2 separate regions of the Mus musculus genome follow, and region 2 is linked to region 1. A link is a contact called in public HiChIP or PLAC-seq data. All regions are on one chromosome and are shown on one strand. Each heading gives the region's core, a stretch centred on a gene start, on an enhancer-like site or on the middle of the called end of the contact. The rest is flanking DNA. Distances are from core to core; before and after follow the strand shown. Region 1 overlaps 6030469F06Rik (RIKEN cDNA 6030469F06 gene). Region 2 overlaps Lamb1 (laminin B1).

Evidence for each region. HiChIP or PLAC-seq counts read pairs in DNA pulled down with a chosen protein or histone mark.
Region 2: a contact with region 1 is called in an H3K27ac HiChIP or PLAC-seq map of heart atrium, with 5 times the contacts expected there. The contact joins two enhancer-like sites. A contact is called at or near these places in 7 of 39 promoter capture datasets (the 3T3-L1 cell line, 3T3-L1-derived adipocytes, embryonic stem cells and 3 more), 1 of 15 datasets of contacts at CTCF or cohesin (the NIH/3T3 cell line), 3 of 484 Hi-C or Micro-C datasets (cortical neurons, embryonic stem cells and nephron progenitors), 4 of 115 datasets of contacts at active chromatin or transcription factors (fibro-adipogenic progenitors, heart atrium, kidney and 1 more) and 1 of 9 other capture datasets (embryonic stem cells).

Annotation. Positions count from the first base shown.
Region 1 is chr12:31,183,171-31,186,025 of GRCm38.p6, reverse strand. 6030469F06Rik (RIKEN cDNA 6030469F06 gene) reads right to left here. Exons shown (of 4, transcript NR_102715.1): 4 at 104-1,463. Among named protein-coding and RNA genes, the nearest start is that of 6030469F06Rik, 16 kb to the right of the region's middle. Within about 2 kb of position 1,300, at least 64 of the 459 cell types and tissues checked have an H3K27ac peak or open chromatin away from gene starts, as enhancers often do. A contact at or near this core is called in heart atrium, where this site is marked.
Region 2 is chr12:31,293,476-31,296,175 of GRCm38.p6, reverse strand. The region is part of intron 12 of Lamb1 (laminin B1); the gene reads right to left. Among named protein-coding and RNA genes, the nearest start is that of Lamb1, 30 kb to the right of the region's middle. Within about 2 kb of position 1,320, at least 76 of the 459 cell types and tissues checked have an H3K27ac peak or open chromatin away from gene starts, as enhancers often do. A contact at or near this core is called in heart atrium, where this site is marked.

The sequences.
Region 1 (2,855 bases), core at 51-2,550:
ACAAACAAAAGACTCTATTGACAAACCTCTGGTTGAAAACCTTTACACACATGTTAGTGATTAATTTCTTTTGGAGAAAAAAAACCCCAGGAGGGAAGAGTTTATGTTATTTTTGTTGTTTATTACTGTTACACAAACATCCAGTGGCTACTTCCTTCAGCCTGTCCTCTCAAACCTATCACTCCAGCTTCTAGCTTCTCTTCCTGGACAAAGTGCATGTGCACACACTGTGTGCAGCTCCAGCCTTGGTTTATAATGCTTCCCAGATGTACTTCTTCTTGCAAATCAGTTTCTGATTACTCTTCTAGCAAAGCTGATATGGAAACAGTTCAGGAATATGTTTCTCTCTGCTTTCTCCCCCTGGGAGGTAGGAGTTAATGTGTACCTGGGCTTCATGGTGAACAGCTGCGGCGAAGTCCCCGGGGGGAAAAGGAATATTATTGATGATAAATCTCAGGCCAGCCCCAGGGAGAACCCTGACAAATCCAAGTCCAGTCCACATAACTGGGCTCCCAGGTGGTTGGGTCTCACAAAGCAGTGACAATAGCAGACATCTGGCCAAAAGTCACAGGGAAGAATGTAAATTGCTTACCTTATAGTCAAGGTCTGTAAAAGCTCAGAAAGAAAAAAGAAAAGGATTTCCTGGAGTGTATATGATGTATCTGAGTCACAGACCAATTCTTCTAACCTGGATTCGGTCCAGAGGCCCGGCGAGAATGATGTGCTCAAGCCTCAGCCTTGGAACCTGGGTTGCTTTCAAGGATGAAGCTGAAAGCAGACGCTGTTCACTTTAACTGACTCATGCACCGATGCACTGAGCGTGTTCCATATAGACAATCATGGTTTTCTCACAATTGTGAAATTCTGTCCAAAATATGGAGGGAAAAGAATACTCCTGTGTGTACTTTAGGGATTCTGTTTGCATTACAAGGAAATAACAGACATTCACTTGTTTCCCTGTATCTATTCTGTCCAAGCATTGAGAAAGGGTACCCCTCTTCCATCTGCCTCTGGGCACATAAGCACAGAACTCCTAACACACTTGCCAGACTCCAACTCCTGACAATCTCTATACTGAATGCGAGCCCGGGGCCATCTAGACCCTGGAGATAATAACACACATTAATTATCTTTGTGTCCTCCCCACCGCAGATACTCAGCCTCTGCTCAAATTCTGCCTCACGCAACTCTGCCTGTGTTCCTGCAAGAGCTCCTGGGTGTTCTCTTCTTCCCGTCCTTGGCCCGGTCTGTATTCCACACCGCTGCCAGCAAAGCCTTTCAAACACGTCCTCTTTGCCAACAGAATAATACTCAAAGTATTTAGACTGGAGTTCAAGTTGCTCTGTGATCTGCACGGAGCTGCTCTCTGTCTGGAGAATGCTTGTTTGGTAACAATTATGCATCAGCCTCTGAACAGGATATAGAGAGCAGACCAGGGCCTTGTCACAGAGTGAAGCAGAGTCCTGTATGGGAGACAGAAACTTAAGTAAAAATCTGCCATACTGGCTCTGAGAGGTCAGACCTATATTTAAAGTCAGTCCTCTGTAGTGTTTTCCAAACATGAGGAGTATTAGTAAGTGGTACAGGAGAGCCCCTCTCCACCCTTTTGTCTTGATGGGTGCACTCATGAACCACTTGCAGCTAGCTACTTGCTCGTTGTGGTCCCCAAATAGAAAGCTACACACTTTCATCTCCCTCTAAATTCCCTACAGTCCCTGGAGAGGCCCGTAGCCAATGATTGACAGATAGAGGGCTGGCCTGATGTCTCAGGAAGCAGGATGCCTGTCTAAAGATGTTCCTGATCACCTGAGGACTGAAACATGCTCGTTCATCTATGACGTCTTACTGTGTTAGTTTTTTTTTTTCTTCTCTTCTTTCTGTCATGGTATAAGTCTAAAGGGTCTGGACAATCCTGACATCCTACAAAATATTACCCTGATCCCTTAAACTGAGAGATACTGAAGTGAGTCTATTGGCTAAACATGTATCTGTGTGGAATATACACCAACTGCCAATGTAGATATAAACACAAACTCTGTAATTCTGGTGACTCTGCATATGAGTAGAAGGTTCTTATGTTTCTAGTCAAGATTAGCAGTCACGGGATACAAAGGTGAATGTCAAAATCATGGTAAGAGTACACAGCAGTGGGTTTGAGCAGAGGCTGAGAGTGCGATGCCAGTTCCCCCTTTGTGTGCCAATACCACAAGTGCCCCCTTATCTTAAGAGTTTCTGTTGGCTGCTGACAGGCACCTCTTCTGGAAGGCTCTCTGCTCACAGCCAACTCCTGGATGTGAGAATGCAGCAGGCCAGCTCCCGTGCCTCATAGAGGACAACTCTGCTGTGTGACTTATGCTTTCACTTCCCTGAGAGATCAGGACTTAGCTAAACGTAGCCGAAGATCCCACCCTTCCCTAACTTTCCCCTCCTCATTAATCTGCTTCCAACATTCCCTTGTAAGATTTTTTGATGAATGATTCGCTAGTAAAAAAAATATGCATTTGAATTCCCATGAAAATCTAGTGGATTCAGTGTGACACTGATAGTATGTGTGTGTATTTACAAACACACACACACACACACACACACACACACACACACACACACACACACCTCTGAAAAACCGAAAGAAAGCTCATATAAAAATATGACTTTATTATGTATTCTTTGATTGTAATCAACTTACACAATTGACTCTGTGATTTACTTTCTAATAGATATCATTTCCTGTTTGATGAGTGCCCTATGTTACCCCTCAGATGGAAGCAATTAATTATATACATATTTTAAATTATTTATTTATTTATTTATTTATTTATTTAATGTATATGAATACACTGTAGCTGTACAGATGG
Region 2 (2,700 bases), core at 71-2,570, 110 kb before region 1:
AATAGAGATTAAGGTAGATAAATTCTTACAATATATTATTATTTTAGATAATAAATTTATCTGTATAAACTGATATATTTATGTTTTCCTTTGCTATATTTCTTTTTTTGTTTTGTTGTTGCTTTTGTTTTTTGTTTCTATATTTCTTTGATTCTTCCCATGCTAGTATTTTATAAGTCAGATGAAACCCAAAGATGGGCATCCTCTTGTTGGTTTTATTTTCCTTAAGATGGGAGTCTCAGAAAATGGCTCATGCTGGTCTGGAAGTCACCATCATCTTCCTACCTCAGCCTGCCTGTTGGGATTTCAGACCGAATCCCACACCTGGCTTCAGGCATCCATTTCCACTGCAGTAAAAGTCAAAATGTGATTTATAGCCTTACTTAAGCCCACTCCCAAAGTTTAGGGGACCTCAAGCCTCAGGCAAGCTGCAGCTCCAGCATAGAACAGGCCCCAGCTTGCTTGAAACATCTCACCCAGCTGTCACCGGCCAGTGGACACCCTCCCTTGCACCACAAGTCATTACCCCGCAGGACTAGGAGTTCTTAAAGCCACAGAACCAGTTCCCAGGAAAGGAAAGCCTGTTCTAATTAGGATCCAGCACTTCTGGCCACCAACAACTCTTCAGAAATCCAGTCACCAGACACTGCAGCATACATATTGACCCTCTTCCTCTACTGCAGATGTGTCCCGAGGAACGACATGAACCACCAAAGGCCACTAGCTCCCACTCTCATTAGAAAAAAAAAAAAAAAATCGATGAGAACAGACGAGACTGTTTCTGGGCTGCACAATTCTAAATGAACAACGATCCCAGGAAGACACGATCGCAAGGAAAGATCTAGAAAGACCTTGCTTCTCGCAGCTCTGTGGCTGATCACAAAGACTCGTGACAGAGTGGAATCACCGCTACTGACAAGCAGAGCTTCAATTCCACACTCCTGTCTCCGGAGCCTCCCCGGGCTGTCTCCGTCTCCGCACAGATGTTCTTCATCCTTACAGCTCAGGAGCCCAACTGCTGTAATTCCACTTATGCAATTCCAGCCTCGGCTCCTTCCCTCACTTGCACCACCTTCTCCTTCTTTCTTAAACACTCAGAGCTTAAATCCTTTCTCATGGTGTGAGATAACACTTCTTTCTCAAACCAAACATGTAAGTCTTATCTCAAGATAGATGTCCCTGCACTTAGCAGCCTCCTCTCTTAGGTCATGATACCACCATATTCTAAATCTTTCTACACCGAGCTCTCCCATGCTAACCATCACTACCCAGCCTGCCTCCCCACGGCCCTGCCTCCACAGGCCCCACGAGTGTTTCTCTGCACCTAGTCATGCCAGGGACGATGCGTCTGCCTGGCTTGCTGCAGCTCCACCACAGCCCATGCTCTGTAGAACAGCTGCTAGTCTTCCTGGCACGGCCCTGTGCTTTCAGACGAGCCACACTCCCCGTACTCTTCAGCAAATATTTACTGAACAAATATTGTCCCTGGAAACTACGTGCTGGCATGGGTGCCCCATGCTCTGACTCCATTCTAATTTGCTTCTGAATCAACCCCTGCGTTCATTGGGTGGGGCCATTATTTATGGGTAAATAATATGGGGTGGAGCAGCGAGGAATGTCTCACTCCTCAACTTAGAAGTTAATTGGGAAGAGAAGCAATGAAGCAATTAACTAAGACAAGATGTAGCCAGGAGCAAAGCACTCTGGGTGTCTGATGGAGAAGATTAAGGGAGGCTTCCTAGATGATGTGGCCCTGAAGCTTGGAGGATGTTTCTCATGTGCAGGGGAAAGATGTGAATGAGGAGAGCAAAGAAGTAGAAAAATTTGACCCTTAACCTTTACCCTATGACCTACCCTTCCCCACCCCTTAACCTTTTTACCCTCTGGCTCACCAGTCCCTGCCTTTACCCTTTTTCCTCCCAGCTAAAAGGCTATCAACCTTATTCTGCTTTCAAAACTCATTCCCAAATTCTTTACTAGTCTATATTAAAACAAACAAACATCACCTGTCAGAAACACTATATGGGTTTTCACACTCCCATGACAAGTTTTCCTGTAACCTAAATAGAGTCTATTTGTTCACTCAGTAACAAAGATGACATAAGAGAAAATGAAGGCTCTGAGCCACGTTTATCTTCCCAGGGACCTGCTGGTCCGTGACCTCACATGGCAAAAAGCACGTTGCAGATATGATGAAGGGCAGGAAGCCTGAAATAGATGTGACACGGTCGTGGATTATCTAGGTGGACTCAGTCCAGCCACATGGGCTCAGAGAAGTGGGTTAGAAAGCTCTGGTGTCATGGCTTTGAGGAAAGAGCTTGAAGGGGGTCGTGAATCATGGAATGTGGATGCCTTTAGAGGCTGGGAACAGCCTTGCCTTTCTGTTACATCCAGCAGAAAATAGGATCACTCTGCAACTTTAAGGAAACCACCCGAAACCTGAATAAGCAGGAAACCTTCGCCCCTATTGTCCTTCGAAAGCAGTGCAGTACACCAGCGTGTGCCTGTAATCTAGAGACAGCTGCCCCACCCAGCCGCAAGATAATCTATGCTGTTTTCAGCCACTAAAGTGTGGTTATTTGTTCTGGCAGCAATCAAAAACTAATACAGTCTCTCGGTTTCCCAATAGGTCAAGGCTAAGATTAGTTAGCACAGATTTCTCACAAATGCAGACATTTAAAAGTTCTAATGGAAACATAA